Linked DNA regions of Cricetulus griseus: region 2 is linked to region 1. The links are chromatin contacts, called in public Hi-C maps. All regions are on one chromosome and are shown on one strand. The core of a region is the stretch at or near the end of the contact, and the rest is flanking DNA. Distances in the headings are between cores, read along the strand shown. Region 1 holds the start of Adamts6 (A disintegrin and metalloproteinase with thrombospondin motifs 6). Region 2 overlaps Cwc27 (spliceosome-associated protein CWC27 homolog).

Region 1 (4,753 bases), core at 1,726-4,225:
ATTATACTTATGTTTTAATTTTGAAAATACAAGCAAAATGTCCAGTTCACTTTAACTTTTGCATATGAGTTTTATTCATAGTTTAAATGCATCAGCTGGCAAAGTTAAAGGATAATTTAACTGTTTCCATGGATCAAAGCTACACTACTTATGTAGAAGAAATAAGACCAGACATCTTGTACTACAGTGATTCCCTCAAAGTCTGCCCTAGTTGAAGCCTGTTACTTGATTTTTTTCTTTATGGTTTGACTTCCCACTCAAGTGATATAGAAGTAGCAAAAGTAATAATTTCCTCTCATTAGCTATTATTATGAAGGTAGAGAACCTGGTTAACATCTTTCTCCGCTTTTTTTCATCCATGTTAATCTGGTTATTTATTTTAAAGCTGATTTGGTCTCCATGGAAAAAGCAACAAAATCCTAAACCCTTCAGGTCCTTTATATTTATACATGAAAAACTTTTCATTTCGTTCTCCAGTCTTTTCTCTCAACAAATATTTGATAGCTACTATATGCTAAAGACACAATTAGGTTCTAAGTACAAAGGATTTTGATTTACAAACTTGGTAAGATTAGTTACCAAAAAAGTATTATCAAATACATAATTTAGTCAAAACTTATCTATTGAGGAAAGCAAAAATTCAAAATGAAATTCCCCAAAACTACACCCCAAGTTAATAATTCTTCTAATGCTACCTGTATTAGGACACTTTTCCTTTAAAAAAAAAAAAGATGCTTTTTCTTTCTTGATAGTGTAAAAGGCTAACCAACTTTGTTTTGTTTTGTTGTTTTAACTGTGACAAATTATCTACATCTTCTTTTTTCTCTCCCCACAAATTCCAAATATGCTCCTAACTTTCCTTAATCTGATAACTCAATTCATCTGTCACTAAGACCACAGAGAGAAAGATTTGGCACACAGCCCCCCCTAAGCCACTAATAGCTACTTTTGGTTGCTAAGGAAATGAAGAGGAAGTAGTAAGACCAGCAAGAATAGAGATTAATTTGCAGGTTTTAGACCAAACTAAAAATTATTTACAACATTTCAAGTCTTAATGATTAGAAGATTTTCCTCTGGGAAATTACAAAAATATTCATACAACTACACAGAATAATCTGCTGCCATTTGTGTCAAATGAATGATTTGCTGATTTGTTTGAAAACAACTTATATATTTTAATATAGCATTCTTCAAAAAAGACCACTAGTGCTCACATTTAAGCACCAAGTTAATATAAACAAGAATGCATTACCACTTTGGTGAAAATAATTATCTTCAAAATTAATTTTCTTAGTTGCCTTCAAATGCACCAGTTTTTCATTGCTTTTCTTTCTTTCCCTGTCGTCTGTCGTGAATTTTAAGGGCTGCCAATTCACCACTAAATGTTTCAGTCTAATCAATATAAGCTTAAGAAAAAAAAAAAAAAACACCAAAAAAAGAAAAGAGGAAGAATTAGTTTTTTTAAAACTCTAAACATAAGAGAGTAGATTGAAAATTATATTTAGTGTTTTTTTTTTTTTAAGTTCCAAGCAATAGTTTGTAGTTGTCGTCCCCCCTCCCCCCTCAGCCTGGGGCTTTGCACACCCTCACCACCACCCCCCTTCCCATTCCACTTCATCCAGACAGAGGGTAACAGTCTGAGCTGCCCTGGTTGAGTTGATCCTAAAGTTAACATTCAGCAGCCCATTTCCAGACAGCAGCGCTAAATCTATTTGGATAAAACGCGTGTGACCCAGACAGTTGGCATTTGGCCCAAACGCGTTGCACCAGCAGCTCAAATAAAAACAAGAGTAAGAAACTTACTCTCTTGTTCCCTCTCAGTGTGCTTTCTTACTCTGGCTTGCTTTCTCTGCTCCTAGCACAAGTGGAAAACTTATCAAAGACAGAAATTATAGCACATATTATCAGAAAGATTTTCCAATACTTCCTCCAGCACTCTTGTTCTCGCTCCTCAATCCCTAAACTTTAGTCTCATGTACCATATATCCAGACATATCCTGATAAACAAGGCTCCAGAGAGTTGAGTCTAGCATGGCCCAAGTGGGCAAAAGTAAATCAAAACCACACGCTTTCATCTCTGATTAGCCTATTAAGAGCTTACCATATTCTAGAGCATCAGCGCTACAGCCAGCACACTTCTGCTGGCCTGAGAGCACAGGCATAAAATATGCACTTCTCTGAATACTAAAGACACTGACATGAAACGGATTTGCAGAAGGCAATTGCATAAATCTGGAAAACGATTGAAAACACACATCATCATTACTTTCTCCACCACTATCCGGTGATTAGTTAAAAGAGCACGATGATCATAATCAAGTCCATCTCACACAACATGTAAATTCATACAATGAGCGCATATTTTTCACATCATAAAATACCTGTAAGCCCCGGAATTCTACATCCGCGAGTAGTCTAGAGTTTTAAAGATTTGTCTGTAAAATGAATTTAGTCAAATTCACTCTTTGCCATAAAGCACTCGCGCGCGCGCGTGTGTGCGTGCGCGCGCGCTCACACACACACACACACACACACACACACACACACACACACACACACACGAGAGAGAGAGAGACAGAGAGAGAGAGAGAGAGACAGAGAGAGAGAGAGAGATCTAAGCGTTATTAGTAAGACAAGCAAAGCACAAGGTTTTTTTTTTAAAGGTTTCATTGAATATTGTGAAATCTTTCTTACCGTTTTCATCTTCAAATTCTGATAAAAGGTAAATTTCAAACAATAGAGATTTCACTGGACGACTCACGTACTCCCTCTCTCTCTCTTTTCTTTTTGCCCCCCTTTGCAAAGCCACACCAGCCAGTTATTCTGCAGCCAGAATAAAACCCTATAGTCTCGCTAACCGGAGCTTTAGGGAACAGACTGCCGATTTGGCAGTTAAAAAAAAAAAAAAATTTAGAAAAAAATACTTTTAATACATCCAAGGCTATCAACCTGAGACGTGCTTTGCAACCCCCCCACTCTCTCCCTCCCCCGCCCACCCCCCAAAAAAGGAAAGGAAAAAAAGAAAGAAAAGAAAGGGGAAAGGCTTATTGGGGGGGAAGTGGTGCCCTCTCTTCCTGGACAGCTTAGTGCCTTTGCTATGCAAATAACATGTGCAGAGCATCAAAAGGTATCAGGAGAGAGAGAAGACAAGAGGAGCAGGAAGGGCAGGAAAAGTTTTGTTGAAGTAGCCCTCGAGCTCACTGCCGGCCCCCAGCCAACTTCAATTGCAGCAGAAGAAAATTTTGGCAGCTTTCCTCAGAGGCAGAACAAACTGACGTCAGTCTGCAGATGTGCCTGGGCTGCCTGCGTCGGTGCGCATGTGTCCTGGGTCGTCACGTGGAGGGGGAGGGGAAGTAGAGGTACAATCGGGGTATCCAACTACCAGCCATTCAGAAGGGCTTAGACAATGTCAACTTTTCCTCCCTGTGAATGAGAGAAACTCTGGCCCTCTAACCTCTCTCCCCTAACCCACTCCGCCTCCTTCCTCCCCTCTAACCTCTTTCAGAGTCTTGTCTGGTTTGTTATTAGTGTTTCTTGGGAAAGGGAAAGAGGGGTAGAGAGAGTGAGTGACTTTAGATATACTAATGTCACTGTCAAATTTTCGGTGTCATTCTCTGTTTTTCTTAATCTGCAAAATAAAAGCATTTAAAAGGTGTTCATAAGATTTCTGTAAGGAGTCAGATCTGTGGAGCACGCAAATTTCAAGACTTGAAAGCAACATGTGTACAAAACGCCTGTGTGTTGAATACATACTTTAATAGGTGAAGTTTCCACCAAAAGAATGAAAGCTAAACAAAATCGAGCCCTGCAAATTTTCCATGTGATTATCGGCTTCAGGATATGTGGAGCTTTAAAAGGAAAGGGGTGTGGGTGCATTATTTCCAGATGAGAGACTGGACGGTGTTTAAACTGCAGCCGGGAAAGCAACAAGTGAGATGTAATTTTTAGCAGTATATTGAATGAGACTTCAATGACTGCTCAAAGGAAAAGAAATCCAAAATAAGCCCCCTGATACCTTAAGGGGGAGAGGGACTACGACACAGGAACCCTGATGAGGTCTCAAGATAAACAAACAAAACCTTAGAACTGGTTCTTCTAGCTTCCAATCCCACCTCCCCCTCCACACCAGCTGCTAGTCCAGCCTTTAAGGGTAAATACCACAACGATGTAGCACTTTCACTTTCATTTGCTAGGAGAAAGCCCCTGGCGTTAAACTGTAGGGGAAAAAAAAAAATGTCCTTTCCCTGTCCTAAGCAAACAAACAATGTCTGGCGCAAGTATCAGAATCAGGAAAAAAAATTCTAAAATAGCTGAGGACAAACGTTGCCTTTTTCGGTGTAATCTGCTGCATCATTTATCTGTCTGTCCCGTGGAGTATGGAGTTAGTAGTTTAATGGTTGCCAAGGTTGGGGGAGGGGAAATTAAACCCTGAAATTGCAGTCTTTAATTAACACTAAGTCAATTTCCTATGGCCAGAACCAGAAAATGGAATTGGATTTAAGGGAGGAGACTAAGGAAGAGGCACTTTCTAAATGCCTGTTCTTAAATTTCTAGCTTCTGCTAATGTTGCTGTCCATTTGATTTTTTTTTTTTCCTTTCCTACACTGGAGGTGGTAGGTGTAGTTATTCTAGAAAACTTATGAACACTTTGTTTAAAGAATGCATAGGTCAGACTGGGAACGTGGAGCAATACATTTACTTCAACACTTCCTCAAGGGATAGAAGGCAATAGCATTTGTCCAGTTGATAGCTC
Region 2 (4,912 bases), core at 969-3,468, 520 kb before region 1:
ATGTGAAATTTGATTTCCATTGAATAATAGGAAGTAAGGTGTCTCCCAAATAAAAATGTTCTCTTCACTTCATACTGATACATCTGCTGACCAATAAAGATGCAAGATCAGAGTTCCTCTAAAACTATGTTTCTGGTGGTCTGGTAAGGCAAATTAAAATAGATGATAACAGGAAAACCAAAGCAGCAAAAGATGCCATGGTATTTGGAAAAACCCAGACTTTCAAACTCCTTAAAGTTAGATTCTCATTATGGTTACTGATGATTTTCAAAACCTTTGGTGATGGCATGTTATGTCCTTAATTAAAATGTACTTTGTACTCAGGCTGTAGCTCCAGAGAACACTTGGCTAAGTACATGTGAGGACCTGGGTTTAATCCCCAGAACTGAGATCTCAATGCAGGATCAGAAGGGTCTTCTGTCAGGCTGATGAGTCTTTAAACAACACTGGTAGTCTGGCACTGACCCACGCATCCCTGTAATCAGAAAGACAAGAACGTTCTGTTCTTTAGCCACAGATGCTGCAGTCTACTCCTCTTCTTTGCACTCTCCATTGCACCATTGCTACAGAAGAGGCTGTTAACAGCTTTATTCAGTGTTTGAAGCATTACAAAACCCAGCACCTTAGTCTGTGCATCTTTGGAAGATTTGTAGAAATCAGACTCTTTGAAAAAGGAACTGCTGTGAGAATTGGAAACTCTGCACTTGTATGTAGGTATTTTTAGCAATAAAGCACAGGCTGAGAATGCAAAAATTTTTTTTGGAAAAAAACCTTAAATTATGTCTTTATTTTACTTGATTTGATCTTTGAAGCATAGAGGATCCCATGTTGATACAGAAATGTTTAAATCTTTGATTTTTTTATTTTGTCATGGAGGTATATTTTTTAAGGTATATACCTATCTTTAAGTAAGACCATCAAATTTAAGGGCCTATTCACAAATTAATCAGTGAAACAGAAGACCAATTTAGGAAATTCCCACCATGTAATAGGGAAATATATAGAATAGGGCTTGCAGTATTTGGTGTCTATGGGGACCTAAAGGACATAGAAATGGCTCCATTTGGATTCTGAGTGTACTAATTTAAATCCTGATCCTCTTTTACTGGCAAGCTTTGTGATTCCTAATTAATAGCTTAATCTCGACTGTCTGTAAAATGTAACTATGTTCTACACTGTGTTTGCTTTAGAGAGGGAGAGTGTGTTGCTAGCACTATGACTGGCACCAAGAACACACTTAATACATTAGAACAATAACAACAGAAATATTTACAGTTCTATTTCTTATAGTAGCTTTTCTTAGTAATGATTCCTCTTTTGTTTCCCTATAAAAATGTCATTATTGAGAAGATGCACTTTGAAATGAAAGCACTTACTTTGATAATTGGTCCCCGGTGAGTGTTATCATCTTGAGATGCGCTTCTGAGTGTCTGTCTTCCATTTGATAAGTAGCAACCTCATCTAATTTCTTAGGGATGCTTTTTTAAAGTCATCTTGTGCAGCATAGACTGTATAATGAAGGGCAGTAGTGTGCATGTATCTCAATTTATTCTTGGGCCCTGCCTTGTAAGTTTTTCGGTATGTGTTGTAGGAATTAATAAGTTGTGTGTAAACCATAAGCACTCAGAGCTGGCAAACCACAGTGCTTTTAACAGTGTCACTCTTTGTTGGGAAAGATGATCCTAAAAAAGTATGTTTTGAGCCATGAGTGGTTCTGCATTCCTGTAATCATAGCACAAGAAATGATGAAGCAGAAAGATTATGAGTTCTATATCAGTCTAGCTACTTAGAGAACTGAATGCCATCTCAGGCTAGGACTGTGTCTTAAGAAAATAAAATCAAATAAAGATTAATAACTTAAATAAATAAAATCCCATTTTCAGTCAGTAGAAGTATTATTTCTAAAGCTTTAGTTACAAGGAACCTTTTAGAAAGGTTTTTGCTAATCATACTATGTCCTTACTAAATTTCATGCAAATATGTTAATTTTCTTTTTCAGACGACTTTTAGTTTCCTATCTCAACTATATTGTGTTCTTTCCCAGAGCATGAAGGGAAGAAGTAAAAGCAGCCATGACCTGCTTAAGGACGATCCACACCTAAGTTCCGTGCCAGCTGTGGAAAGGTTAGTGCTGTGTTGAAAGCTGACTCCAGTTTTTAGGCTTTATCTCATTCTGTTGTTGTCTTGGTTACCAAGCAGAGCTCATAAATTTCCTAAGCCTAGCCAAAACAATAATACATTTTGATAAGTGATTCATCTTAGGCTAGTCTGAATACTAGAAACTGCTGTAATAATTGCATGTTGCATTGCTAACTGTCTTTGGGGCATTTTTGTTTGGGTATCATGAGTAAGCATGAGAGTGCAAGGTTACCGGAAGAAGTGACCACATTCTGGGCCAATTTACTGCGTGTAAATTCTCACAACTTTCAGAATTGACAGAAACCTGTCTTAATTGTCTTTGTTGCTTTTGTTTGAGAAGTGGAACATTAGTGAATGTTAAATGTATTAATTATACATGGCCATTATACATGGTCAGTCTCAGACTGAGCTAAAATACTGTTGTTCTGAGGTTAACTCATCTTCAAAAATTCTATTTTAAAATACTGTTTTCTTAGTATCCTTTAATTTGTAGGATTTGGTCCCTTTAGCCAGAGCCTTTTAACACAGCTTGATGGTGTTTGCTTGTATTTAAAAAAAAAAAAAAAAAAAATCCAGAGAATTCTCTTATCTGCTACTGGAGCATGTCTCTTCCTGTTTATAAAAGGTGACTACTTTTGAGCATGTTCCCATCTGTTGTGCAGTGCCGTTGTGAGAGTGCTATGGTGGAAAAGCAAAGCAAAACATTAATTCTAGCAAACTAGTTATAAATTCCAGTTTACGCTTTACATAAATGAATACTTGTATTAGTTTCACTTTGAAACTAAAATGTATTTGTTTTACTTATTTTTGTAGTGAAAAGGATGATGCAACAGGAGATTTAGAAGATGTGAGTATTCACTTTAGTACAAATATAGCTTGAACAATTTATAAATAGGTCAAAGTTTTACAAATTACATTTTCCTTAAAAAGATACAAATATATGTAATTTAAAAATGAAAATAATTTCCTATGTTATTAGAATATTTACTTCCAAATAGATTTGCATATTTCCCCACAGAATTTCAGTCTCATATATGAATTTCTGTCCTGCCTTTTCTGTCACATAACATTATGTGAAAAATCTTAAGTGGAAATGTTATAATTTTATTATGTTAAAAGTTTAAATGTGATGAGTGAGCATCCTTCATGCTATATGGGAAGTGCATAGAGGAGTTATTTGTAATAGTGTATTCCTTTTTATACATTTATCTGAGAAGATTCTCTTTTAAGATTGTATCCTTATTACTAGCTAACAGTCATAAAAACAGAAGGAGCGGCCAGTGCTAGGTAGAGGTGCTCCCAAGGACAGGGGCTCAGGTTCCTTACTCACTGGGTAGAAGAAGAGAACTGACCTCCACATTCAAGCTGTGCCAAGTGTGTGTCTCCACACACACACACACACACACACACACACACACGAGAGAGAGAGAGAGAGAGAGAGAGAGAGAGAGAGAGAGAGAGAGAGTAAACATTAAAATAAACAAAATGAAGATTTGCTTGTACTATGTGAATGATAATGGTTTTCCAATTATATAAATATTAAGATGAAACCTATTAATGTGTACATTGCATAATTCAAAAGAAAATATGTAATCTAGCATGTACAGAGATTTACCTATGTCCACAGTCAAAAGGGGAGGGGTTCTCTGATTAGGTATATCAGAGAGAATGAGTATCTGCTCTGTGAGGAAAACCCTCCTGGGAGAGAAGAAACTTGGATCTTATAGGAGACCAGACGATAACTGGATCATAGAAGAGGGGGTGGGAAAGGCGGATAGCATGGCATGCTCTAAAGCTAAGCAGAGATTACACCTTGTTCAGGAAATGCAAACTGAGCATTAAAGTTTGGAGAAACTTGCTGTGTGGAGAGGTGACCAGGCTGAATATAAAAGGAGTGACCAAGCCGGGTACTAGGGAGGCAGAGGCAGGTGGATCTCCGTGAGTACGAGACCAGCCTGGTCTACAAGAGCTAGTTCCAGGACAGCCTCCAAAGACACAGAGAAACCCTGTCTCGAAAAAAAAACAAAAAAAAAAAAAACAAAACAAAAAAAAAATGAGTGACCAGTGCCAGTCTAAGTAGGAGAGTTTGATATATTCCAGGAGCCAACAGCAGACCAGTATGACCAGTGTAGTGATGAGGAGAGTGGGGGGAATGGGCAATGGAGGGACTGGCATGCTTTACACAGTGTCACAGGTGTGCTAAGGAGTTTGGGTTTCACCTTAAAGGTACTGAATAACAGTTGAAGGATATTCGTTAAAAAGACAGGTGCACGGTCAGCTCTGCATTTTAGAAATCATTATTGGCAACATTACAGAGAACAAGTGAGAGGGAGCAGGCCATGGTAAAGGGAGTTGTGGGAAAGCTGTCGAAGGACAAATGCTCTGCGGAGGGAGATGAGGCAGGAGTCTAAGATAACCACAAGTTTCTGGCTTGGTGGCCTTCTTAGCAAGGCACCAAAGACAAGACAGGCTTGAGGCTGGATGGGAGATGAAAATTAATTAACGATTTGTATATTTTTGGATGAGTTATATTGAAGCCATCTGGTTATAATAATATGGGCTAGAAAATATGGTTTTGCTCTTAAGTTTATGGGTGGGTGGGATAGGTCACTTAAGGATAGTGTTTCATCTCTAACCTGTTTTAGATCCCAAACCCTTTTAATGTGTGGGTCCTTTTCCCAGAAAGTGTCTATACTCAGAAACAGAATCTTATGACTTTGCAAGAGATTTGTTTTATATTTTCTGAGGCCCAAATGACATGTCTGTGTCATTG

What was found. Hi-C and Micro-C count contacts between places; a contact is called where the count stands out from the background.
Region 2: a contact with region 1 is called in a Hi-C map of fibroblasts, with 8 times the contacts expected there. The contact joins the enhancer-like site here to the promoter of Adamts6 in region 1. A contact is called at or near these places in 6 of 8 Hi-C or Micro-C datasets (the CHK-Q cell line, the CHL-YN cell line, the CHO-K1 cell line and 2 more).

Annotation. Positions count from the first base shown.
Region 1 is chr2:322,559,233-322,563,985 of CriGri-PICRH-1.0, reverse strand. It overlaps Adamts6 (A disintegrin and metalloproteinase with thrombospondin motifs 6), which reads right to left and starts at 2,975. Exons shown (of 26, transcript XM_027401535.2): 1 at 2,695-2,975; 2 at 2,382-2,435.
Region 2 is chr2:323,074,162-323,079,073 of CriGri-PICRH-1.0, reverse strand. It overlaps Cwc27 (spliceosome-associated protein CWC27 homolog), which reads left to right. Exons shown (of 14, transcript XM_027401531.2): 8 at 2,045-2,124; 9 at 2,953-2,986. Among named protein-coding and RNA genes, the nearest start is that of Cwc27, 27 kb to the left of the region's middle. Within about 2 kb of position 2,218, at least 2 of the 6 cell types and tissues checked have open chromatin away from gene starts, as enhancers often do. A contact at or near this core is called in the CHO-K1 cell line and fibroblasts, where this site is marked.